Linked DNA regions of Mus musculus: regions 2 and 3 are each linked to region 1. The links are chromatin contacts, called in public promoter capture Hi-C maps. All regions are on one chromosome and are shown on one strand. The core of a region is the stretch at or near the end of the contact, and the rest is flanking DNA. Distances in the headings are between cores, read along the strand shown.

The links. Promoter capture Hi-C pulls out the DNA fragments that hold promoters and counts their contacts.
Region 2: a promoter capture Hi-C map of second pharyngeal arch cranial neural crest shows a contact between it and region 1. The contact joins the promoter of Tbr1 here to the promoter of Lrp2 in region 1. A contact is called at or near these places in 2 of 39 promoter capture datasets (cranial neural crest and second pharyngeal arch cranial neural crest) and 1 of 484 Hi-C or Micro-C datasets (embryonic stem cells).
Region 3: a contact with region 1 is called in a promoter capture Hi-C map of embryonic stem cells, with 5 read pairs. The contact joins the promoter of Hoxd10 here to the promoter of Lrp2 in region 1. A contact is called at or near these places in 1 of 39 promoter capture datasets (embryonic stem cells) and 1 of 484 Hi-C or Micro-C datasets (embryonic stem cells).

The regions. Positions count from the first base shown.
Region 1 is chr2:69,584,060-69,587,747 of GRCm38.p6, reverse strand. It overlaps Lrp2 (low density lipoprotein receptor-related protein 2), which reads left to right and starts at 1,719. Exons shown (of 79, transcript NM_001081088.2): 1 at 1,719-1,933. The coding sequence starts at 1,855.
Region 2 is chr2:61,802,599-61,806,286 of GRCm38.p6, reverse strand. Tbr1 (T-box brain transcription factor 1) reads right to left here and starts at 1,834. Exons shown (of 6, transcript NM_009322.3): 1 at 888-1,834; 2 at 159-313. The coding sequence starts at 1,579.
Region 3 is chr2:74,689,964-74,693,651 of GRCm38.p6, reverse strand. It overlaps Hoxd10 (homeobox D10), which reads right to left and starts at 1,761. Exons shown (of 2, transcript NM_013554.5): 1 at 928-1,761. The coding sequence starts at 1,672.

The DNA of each region.
Region 1 (3,688 bases), core at 470-2,969:
TAACTTTAGTTTCCCTGTCCAGACGTTGTTTTCACAAACCTACTGATTTTAAGTCTTTTAAGTTTTAGGTGCCAGATTTGTCTTCCAAAAGCAACACCTAATTTGTCCCCCATCCCCAAGGCTTGCCAGCCTAAGCCACGCTGCACTCGCTGTTGTGGTCAGCAGAGGTCCAGACTATACTTGCAGGGGGGAGAAGAGGAGGGCAGTAACTGGCAGGCCATCGCTCCAGGGAGGGAAGGCAGAGGGACCCTGCTCTGTCACCACGTGGATAGCCGCCTTTCCTACATCACAGCCCTTTTGCTTAAGGAAAACGACTCTAGGAAAATGGTCTAGGGCTCTATGGGCTTGCTGCAGCGACTGGGGCAGAAGATTCTGGGATGATCAGGCTGAGAATCAGCCGGGTCCTCCGGTGGGGCTCCTAGAGCAACCAATTGCACCGACTGACTCGTCTCGGCACTGCGGAACTGAAGACCGGGGTCTGAAGGGCTCGTGTAAGGTCCACTCTCTTAAAGAGGGTTGTCTCCCAGTTAACAGGTTCAGTGTGGTCCCCGAGGGGAACCATAGAGTTCTCCCGAATTCCTGGTGTTTCTCTCATTATTGGCATTGCGGAGAAAACAACCCCTCCCCCAAGTTTTGTTTCGAAATGAACAGAACTGTAGGAGACGCTGTCTGGCATGACTGACACCTGACGCTTGGGGAGCCAGATAGTTATGGCCTCCAGAGCAATGATAGAATCTCCTCTCTGACTATAAAAACACAAGCTACCCCATCTGGGTAGCCTGCACCCTGTCAGGGGGAGGAGGGCCCCGAGGCAGCTTAGCGAGTTCACACCGAGGCAAGGAGGTCAGGCGGCTTGGCTCTGTCCAGCTTTTTTCTGGTCCTCCCTCCCTCCCTCCCTCCCTCCCTCCCTCCCTCCCTCCCTCCCTCCCTCCCTCCCTCCCTCCCTCTTCCCTTCTTTTTGAGACAGGTTCTTTCTACATAGCCCAGGCTGTCCTGGAACTGTGTGGACCAGGTTGGCCTCAAACTCACAGAGATCCACTTGTCTCTGTCTCCCGAGTGTTGAGATGAAAGACCCGCACTAAAACACCCTCTGCCTTTTCTTTTCTTCCCCCTTCTTTCTCTTCCCCTTTCCTTGCTCCCCTTTCCCCATTTGTTCTTTTTCTTTCCCTTTTCATCTTTTCTCTTTCTTTCTTTCTTTCTTTCTTTCTTTTTTTAGTCGCTGCTCTTGACTTCCCCCCTTTCTCCATTCCTTCCCACCGGTGATAACGTTTTAGAGTTTGTGTCCGTGGCCAATTTCTTCCTCGCCCCGTCTAGCCATCCCTCTGAGTGGCGAGGCCAAGCCCTTGCTCCGAATGTGAGCAGCGGCGATTATTGTCAGTGATTGAATAGGACCTTGGAGTGTGTGTGCTCGTGCGAGCGAGGGGTGGGCGCTCGCCAGCGTGGGAGGCAGTTTTGTGTTCCCGGAGCCTGTGCTCCTGGGTGAGAGCATGCACGAGCGAGCGCGCTTGTGGAGTGTGCATGTGCTAGCGCGCAAGTGTCCGAGGGCCCACTCCTCCCAGAGTCGCAAAGTGCAGGGGGCGGGCCGGGCAGTAGGGGGCCTGGCCCACTGGATTCCCGCATGCTAGTTCCGGGGCGGTCTGGTCTAGAGGGCTTTATGCACTGTCTGGAGGGTGGGGACTGGCGCGGGTAGAAAACGGGATGCCTCAGGCGCCGGGACCGGCTTTCTGCCTCTAGGAGCCAGCGACTGCTGCTGAGCAAGACTCCTGTTCCGGAGCGGAGTAACCTGCCTGTGCCCGCTGCGACGCGCGCCCACCTCCCGGGGAAGGAACGGCGAGGCCCGGGGCCGTCTCCGCGATGGAGCGCGGGGCCGCGGCGGCGGCATGGATGCTGCTGCTGGCGATCGCTGCCTGCCTGGCGCCAGTCAGTGGCCAAGGTAAGCGGTCACCTGCCCGCGCTACGCCACCATAGTCGCTGCGGAGCTGAGCCGGACGAGGGTGGGCGGCTGCGGAGCTGCTCCGGCTGAGCGCTCCGGTGACCCCAGGAGAGATGACTGCAGCGCCGCTTCTTGTACTGGTTGGGGAACGCGGACGCACCGGTTTCGGTGACAGCTCGTCCCACGGCTATCGTGCCTTTGTTCCCACGGGAATTAGTCCTGACCCTCAAGGCTTTCCAGGATGGAACCTGGAGTACGAGGGTCTCCCGCGTGGGTCTGCAGCTTTCTTCTGGCTGGGGCGGGGCGGTCCTCCACGCCGCTCCCAGCGCCGCTTTCCACCTGCAGCGTCCAGCCGGCGCGGGAGATCCGATCCCACCGTGCGCCAGGGGCCGCCGGCCAGAGCCTCCTTCCATCAGTGGCGAAACCCTGTCCCGCGGTGACCCCCATGAGACCGCATCTCATGATACCGATCGTTTACGAGCCCAGATAAGGCGGGGAGGTGGGATTGGCAGAGGAAGCGGCTGATACACTAGAGTACTTTTCTTGAAGGCTTTCCCTTTCCTACCCAGAGCGGGTGCTTTTGTGTTGATGAATGGAGCTGGTTAGCTGCGCCTGAGTTTGGGGACTGGAATGCAGAAAGTTTCTAAAGTGACTACAAACTTTTTCAAGTTGTCCGGGAGGTTTTTTTTTTTTCCTTCCCCGTGAAACAGGGAGAGAGAGGAAAGGGAGGAAATTATTTAGAATAGAAAACTATAAGAGAAGAAAATGAGAGACAAGTTGAAAGGAATGGAGAAAACGGGAAAGCAAAGTGAGGAAGGAGGGAGGGAGGGAGGGAGGGAGGGAGGGAGAGAGAGAGAGAGAGAGAGAGAGAGAGAGAGAGAGAGAGAGAGAGAGACTGACTCAAGGAGAACCCACGAGCTCTCTCCCTGGCTTTCGTTGCTAGGTAGCAGCCTGGTGCTGCGTGTGACCGACCACCAGACAGACAGAACGGACGCTGCAGCCTCTGCAGGGACTAATCTGTCTGTGGGGATGGGCCAGTCCCCACTTCCCCTCCCGCTCTTTCCCGTCGGACAACTTAATTGCCCTACAATAAAAATGAAACCCCTATTGTTGCAGGATTAGTCAAAGCAATAAATTGATTTCCCTAGATCACATATTGGGGTTGATGGGTGAGGACTGTGGAAGCCCCCATTTATAGAGAGGAGAGAGGGGAGGGCTTGTGGATGGGCCGTGGCATGTATTCAAATGGTTAATCTGCTTTCTTTCCTCAATTCTTAGCGTAAGCTCCTTAGAGGGAATCAAGTAAGTAATTATACAGCAGCTCCAGGCAGCACCCATCTCAGACTTCCTGGGAAGTTTGGGAGCGCCAACAAATCCACCAGGCTTTGCAAAAATCTTTCGAAAAGGAGGGGTGGGCGGCAAGAGAAGATGTCTAACAGTTCTTCCTTTGAACACCTTTCTACAGTATTGGAAACGCAGAAAGGAGACTTACTGTTATATTGTGTGTGCGCCCGCGGTAGGGAGAGTGCTTAGGGTTATATATCATGCGCTAAATATAGCCCTAGGGTTTAGTGTACTTTTCTGTTCCTGTCTGGAGGGAAAGGTTGCTTACATTCTTGAGCTGATGTCCCTTTACCACCGGAACATGCATTCTTCTCCCTGTTTTTTGGTGTCACCAAATACTGTGTACCTAGATTTCCTCAAGTTCTCATCCATGTGAATTACGGAGAAAAAGTGGGAAGCATTTTTCAAGTT
Region 2 (3,688 bases), core at 585-3,084, 7.8 Mb after region 1:
AATCCTCCCCTTTCTGTCTGTCCCCTGTCCCTCTCTTCTTTAGGAAGTCATTGGCCGACCGTTTTTAAAAAGTCGCTCGAGCCAGTCCACAAAAGGCTTTAATTAATCATTCTCACCTAAATAAGTGTCAAGAAAACGTGTTAATTGGAAGGACTTGCCTTGCACATTGGTGTCCGCTTTGCCACAAGGAACCCATTTGCCTCCTTGAAACCTCCAGTGATTGGGATCCGCCAAAATCACATCCACAAAAATATTGTAATGAGCGGTGGGATCGAGACCAGAAATGTTAAAACTCAAAAAGGGAAACATGCGCCTGTTTAAATTAAGAAGAGAGAGAAAACAAGGGGGGAAAGGGAAAATAAATGTTAAAGATTAAATGCAAGAAGCGGGGCGCCAGAAAGCTAAGCAAAACTTGTCCTCGCCGCGTGTCTGAACGAAATGTCTGCTGATCTAGGAAAGGGGGTAGTGGGAGAAGGGAAGACGTAGGGCCGAAGTCGGGAAGAGCAGCGAGCGCTCTGCAGTGGGGGACCAACAGGGATCAGTGCTCGGTGGAGAGCCGGTGGCGGCCTGCTTCTCCACCTGTCGGCTCGGGCCAGCTTTGATGCGTCGCTCTGAATGCCTAGGAGCGGCCGCGGCTCTCCGTCGTGCTCTAGCCACTGACTGGTTCTCCGACCGCATTGGCACAGCAGGCTCCCCGCCACCAACATCACGGTGGTTATTATCCCTTCCACATTCCCCTTTTCCAAAACCAGCCAACTCCAGGACGCACCCGAGCGCCTCTCCACTCCGCTCCCCGACCCCACATAGTCGCTGCCCGGCGGTCACAACTTGGGTGCGTTCGCCCAGGGTCACGCCTGGAACAGCGGCAGCCAAGAAAGTAGCATTACCTTCCCTGTTTAGTGATGATCATCTCCGTTTGATGCCGATGAAATTTCAGCCAAAGTGGCCTGTTGCACAGGTATACTTGCGCCTTGCCGGGCACCAACCCGGGCTGGGTGGAGGAGAACTGGTAGAAAGGGGCTCCTTGGTAGGAGTGGCCGTACTGCTGTGGGTAGGGGTAGCCGGCCGTGGGGTAGCCCTGCGGCGAAGAGTTGGACAGCAGGCTGTTGTAAGCTCCGTTGGTAATGACCGGGTGGTGGGCCATGTAGCGACTGGGGCTGCCGATGGAGAAGGCGGGATGCGCCGGTCCGTGCTGGCTGGGGTACGGGAACATGGCACTGGGAGCGGTGGCCGCAGACTGTGGCTGGCTGGACTGAGAGAGTAGGTAACGATCTGCAGCAGAGCCATCGAAACTGTGACGAAGCTCAGAGACCCCGTCCAAGACAGGAGAGAGTTTACTTCTCTGGACGTCCCCTGGTGAGTCCTTGGAGTCAGGAAAATTGTCTGTATCTGACTGATTCGTCATCCCCCTGGTAATTTTTTTCAAAGGTGAACTTCTCTCCAGGTTGTCAGTGGTCGAGATAATGGGATGATCATGCAAGACAAGCTCAGATCCGCCCGAATGTGGGTAGCTGCTGCTCACATTGAGAAATTTCTTGGAGAGCATGATAGAAGGAGAGAGGCAATGCTCCAGCTGCATAGCTCTAGAACCTGAACGCTGGCCCTCCCGTCCCTGGGTTTTAAAGTCCTGTTTATCATACACTAGGAATCCACAGACCCCTCACTAGACAGAAAGCACTTCAACCAGCAAATGCTTCTCAAAGGTTTGATTTACTTTTTTTTTTCCCTGGGAGAAGAGATTGGCCAATTGACACTATGCAGCAATCAGAAAAGGCTCACTTTTGATCTTGCTGCTTATGCAGCCGATGAAACGGCTCTTGCCATTGGTTAGCTGCTGACAGTAATTTAATTAGATAGACATTAATTAGGATAATCACCTGGCTCCTGGTCGCGACGATCATGGCAAATTGAAGGGGATGATTTTATTGTTGGCTTGGGGGGTGGGGAAAGTGTGTTGGTTTACGTGAGCTCTGTTATGTCACCTTTAAGCTTTGTGACCACTGCTTCAGGAAGATTCAAAGATGTGCAATTTACTAAACAGTTCCTTACCCCCCCCCCTCTCTTTAGAGAGGAGGGGCGGAGGAGGGAATTCGATGATGCTAGGAGACTTTTCGGATCTGAATGAGCCAAATATTCAGTTGAATGTAACGATTTCAAGTGCAAAGTATACAAAGCGCGAGCCGGTGGCCTCTTCTCGCCCTGTAAAACTTCCAGAGTCTGTCTTTTCCAGTTAATACACAGAAGCACACACACCTGAGCCTGTGCTTTGTTGAATCGGTATTGCGTGTCCTTGCCGCCCCCTCCCCCACCTTTAAACTACACGAGTAAATAAATAAATAAACAAACCTCTGCCGCTGAAAGCCACAGCGTTAAGAGAGGAGAAGAGGAGGCAAAGCAGTTAACCCACCCAGCAACCCACCTCGGGAAGGTTCGGTTTCCGGCAGGGGTACAGAAACAGTGACAATCTATGATCTCCTTTTTAAGTTTTGAAATAATCATAAGCTGTCGCGCTGAAGTGCTTTAATGTATTTGCAGTCATGTTTACTGGGTCGTTACTAAATATTTTATCAGCCAACTTGGTTGCAGATCATCTGAAGAGCAGCTAGCTGGGGGCGGGCGCCATGTATCCTTTGAGCCCCACCGCACTTCCTCCTTTCCGAGGCACTGGCTTGGTGACAGGTTCATAAGCCTCGCCAGGAAAAAGAGAGGGCTGAGTCCCCAGTGCAAATGGGTTCTCTAGAAGCGTTGATCTGGGGAGACAGAGTGGAAGCGGTGTCAATGCGATGATCTTACTGACTGGTGTGGTGTGTGTGTGTGTGTGTGTGTGTGTGTGTGTGTGTGTGTGTGTGTGTGTGTGTAATGTTTACATAATCCAGAGGGAGAGAAAAAGAACCCATGCCAGTAATTTTTAAAAGAGGATTAGCGAAAAGAATCGATGTAAAGAGATTTTGGCACAAGTAATACGAGGCCCCAAGCAACTCTGAGGTATAGAGAGAAAAGATCTAGTACCTGCTTTCACAGGCGGCTAGCCTTCGGCCTCGAGCCAAGAGAGCCTGAGATCTATAAACCCAGAGCTCATGCTTGTGTCCAGGCATGGCCAACCCTGAAGGCAAGAGGTGCAGAAAAGCAGAGCCAACCCCGGGCTTAGCTCAGCTCGGCCAGCAAGGTGGTGAGCTCAGGGGGACTAAGAGAGTGCCAGGCGACCTGTCTGGCTCAGGACCGAGAGGCTCACACTCCACCCATGCCTCAGGCAGGCTGGGTCTGGGAATCTATCTCCTCCAGATGGTGCCTCTGCCTTCAAGCCTTCAGTCTGAGTAGCCCCGCCAGAGCAGCAGAGTTCAAAGCTGGGTGGAACTTGGGTATGGTCAGAAAAGAGTTAACAGATTCAAGATGTGCTGGAGTTTGGTCTGCAGCGGCCAGCACTGAGCAGACTGCACCACCTCCCTCGGAGGCTTGGCGCTGTGGCTGCAGAGGGTACCAGCTGCAGCCTCCCACAGGGCACAGGAGCAAGACCTGGCACTGGTGGCCATAGGCCGGACAGGTTGATGATCAGATGTCTAAGAATCAAGTAGAAGCAATTTTCTGGGAGAAAAATAATGTTAGACCCGGTTTCCCTTTGAAAGCAAATCTCAGCTCCTATCCAGTTGGATTTTAGCCTTTGAGGCAGAATTGGAGTACCCAGGTTGTT
Region 3 (3,688 bases), core at 512-3,011, 5.1 Mb before region 1:
AGGGCCCCAAGTCGGCCGCTTCTTACCCACCCCTCCTAGGCAGACAAGGAGATCCACAACCAGGTTTATAGGGATGCAGGCTGTTTCAAGAGATAATGAGGAAGCAGGGATCCCTTCTCCACCCTGACTGGGCATTGTTACAGTTCCCCCCTTCCCCCCAGAATTTCCTCAATTTTTCTTTGCTCTCACACAAAAGCCTTCCTCCAGAAATGTAACTCTGTGGCTCACCCGGTAGACAGTGAGGGACAGACTGCAGAAATGGGCGTGGGGGCTCAAGATTCCTTCTTAGAAACCCATATCCCTGGTTCTTTGCATTACCCCAGCCCTAGGTGGGCAATGCAGATCTGTTCTCCCCCTCCTCCGCCTTTGCCCCCTTTGTAGAAGATTGCAAAGCCTGCGGCACTTTCGCCAGACAAAGCCAAGGTTACCTCTGCTTCCCCACCCAAGCACCAACAGGCCAAACCATTTCCTTTCCCTCTTAGATCGCAGGATGCGGGGTGCAAACCCTTGAACACAAACACGGTGTCTTAGGCTACCTTAAAATGATCCCTGGGTTCAAGGCAAAAACTAGGGCTGCAAATCTGAGCCAAAGAAAAGCGGGCACTGGAGCCCTGTTTACAAACGGCTGGTCTCCTTTTAGCTCTTTTGTTGTATTTCGGATCTGGCTCAAGACTGATAAACCCGGCAAGCCTGTCCTCTGCCCAGGCGCCATCAGCTTGGGGCCAGGTCTGGCCGGAGCAGCGGGAGAGAAGCCCCGACCCTTTCAAGGCAGGGATATCCCTTCTAAAAGCCGGGTGGAGCAGCACCTGCGGAGTATGGGCTCTGGGCTCCGCTGCCCGGGCTCTGCTCTGGGCACCCGAGCGCTCCCTTTTCGAGGTTTTACCGGACTGCACGCCCCGCTGGGGTGGCAACTCTGTTCATACCGACCTTTGCTTTCCTTCTCCTGCACTTCGGGACTGGACACGGAAACCTCAGCCAGGCAGCTCCTGTCTTCTGGAAGGCCGCCTTTGGCCTCGGGGCTCTCCACTTGGGAGACTTTAGTGGGCTCCTGGCCGCTCGCGCTTTCGTTCATCTTCTTTTCCATCTGCAGCTGGGCAGCCGAGAGCTGCGGCTTGGCCGCGCCACGAGGGTTGAGCTGGAGCATGACAGTGGAGCTGCCTTCGGGGCTGTTATTGTACTCTTGGGTTTTCCCGGTGGCGTAGGTCTGACTCAGTCTAAAATATCCAGGGACAGGAACCTCGGGGTTCTCAACAGGACAAGACTCGGGGACCAGCCTCTGGTACGAAGGGACCTCGGCAGAAATGAGTTTGTTGCGCTTATCAGAATACATGCAGCAATTGGATTCTTCTTTAATGTTGGCGGTGAATGAGCAAGTGGGGACTTGCTGTGTAACAGGTTGCTCTATTCGACAAGATCTGTTCGGGTCTGTCCAACTGTCTACTTGAGGTATATAAGGATGTACATTCATACCCATATTTTGGTGGTTCACTTCTCTTTTGGCCAAAGACGGGAGCAGTCCACAGGTTTGCATTCCATAGGTCCCCATGTCTGCGCTAGGTGGTGGCATGTACATGCTGGCGCTGCTCGAATAAAAACTGTCACTCCTGCAGGCACTGATCAAGGAATCTACTAAAAAAGTATTAGCAGCAGGAGAGCTGTTGGGAAAGGACATTTTGGGGAGGAATTTGAAGAAGAGAGATTGTGTCCTTTGTAGGCTGACATCGCTAGGAAAACATTCCCGGTGTAATTGTGGATGCCTCTGCCGACCACATGACAACCAAGCCAATGAGATTTGAAAATGGCCTTGAGCCGCAGCCTCCTTGCAGGTCACGTGTTCCCCAGCCCGGCCGGCTGGCCGCGTAAGCACGGACAACAGCGACATCTACTAAGCGCCTGTGATAGTGCGCGTTGGAGACAACCGGCCCAGAGCTCTGCTGCCGGCCAGCCTGTCTCCCGGGGCTTGTTTGGCCGGCCGGCCTGCCCCACTCGAGTCCCCCACCCGGCCACCGGGCCCCGCCAGCGGAAGGAAAGGCTTGATTCGAGGGGCCTCCGGGAGGACACGCGTACTGAGGAAAGTCAGAGCGCTGTGGCGCCTGCTCACAGAAGCGCTCTCCCTGCACATACCCAGGCAGAACGCGCCCAAGAGGGCCGGTTCCCAGGAAGGGATAGGGGCGCGGGCTGGTTAATTTAGTACTGGGCAGCCAGGAAGGTGAGTCCGATTTCTCTAGTTCGGAAACATCCCTCCCTAGGGTTCCAAAGGGGGCTGTGTGAAAATCTTCAGTGCAAAGATTGGACCAAGGTGTCGGGGAAGCACTGGCGAATAGGGCCCCGAGGGTCGAGAGGCCACCACGCAGCTGGGCAAACCCGAAGCTCGGATGATGGTTCCAGCCCGTAGCTACCCCCTCCTTAGATCTTTCTGCTAGAACTAAGGGGGGGGGGGAATCGGCACCCACGAGCTCCTGGAGCCTTGACTCTGAGAGTAACCACACCCTGACCTTTGAGGACCGGCCGCTGGGAGCTTCCTAGCTTGGAGATAATCCTTCGCCAGCCGTTCCCTATTCGCGAAAGCGTCTCTCCGGCTCCCAGAAACAGCTAAAGCCAGATTTCCTTCCCCTGATAACACAGGGCAGAGAGAAAGGAAGGGAAAAAGAAATTTTTTTTCAAAAGAAAAGGGAAAACTCTGATCCCCGGACTCCACAAGTTTTAGAAAACCGGGCCAGAAGAAAAAATAAAAATAAAAAGAGGAGAGAGCAAAGCAAACTTGTCATTTAGATCTTCTGCAAAGAAAAATATGTTTTCCTTTTATGGATTTTGTAAAAGCATTGGTTTCTGACAAGTGCAAGGTACAAGGGGTTGTGGAATTTATTAATACATATTAAGAAGAATCAGGGCGATCAATAAAATTCTCATCTACATTCTTGGGCTACTTGGTAATTTTCTTGCTTCTGAAGGTTTTTAAAGAGTTATACCCGCTGTTGCCACAAACGGGAAGATATTTTATTAACAAATCAATCGAGACTTTGTAAAGGATAAGATTAATAGTTAAGATTTAGCATAATGGCGTTTGCTTTATGAATTATTGAAAATTATACTATTGATTTTTCCCCTCCGCTACTAACCAAGAAGGTCAATTTTTGTTTTAACACAAATCGTCAAATATTAAAAGCTATACTTTTGTCAGAAGTTAAATTTTATAGTTTTGGACGATCCCTAAAATTCTTTGACAAGGTTTTGTTTGGGCAAGAAGGGAATAAAGAGGGAGAGTCTAAGTCTTCCGTTTCCTCTGGTGAGGGAAAGTTTTATAAAGAGGATATGGTCTGGGGTTGTGGTCCAGCTCATTAAAGAACAACCACTGCCACAACCACCGTGGAAACTCAGAATTTTATGAGAAACTTGAACAACTTCCTCCCTTCTTCTTTGGTTGCAGGCGGCGAGCCGCCTTGCGGAAGCCCGGGGCCTTAGGACAGCAGCAGGGAGCTTTAACCTTGATTTCCAAAGACTTGCCCTGGACCAGAGGCCCTGCCTGTGTGTGGGAGCCGTCCTTCGGCCTTCCGGGTCCCGTTCCCGGCAATCAAGAAAGTAAAACGGACCCGGAAACTGTGACCGTGAACCAGCTCCCAGTCGGAAAAGACATCTGTGTTCCCTTCTCCCACATTCGCCCAGGAATGGGCTGGCCTTGGATTTCAGG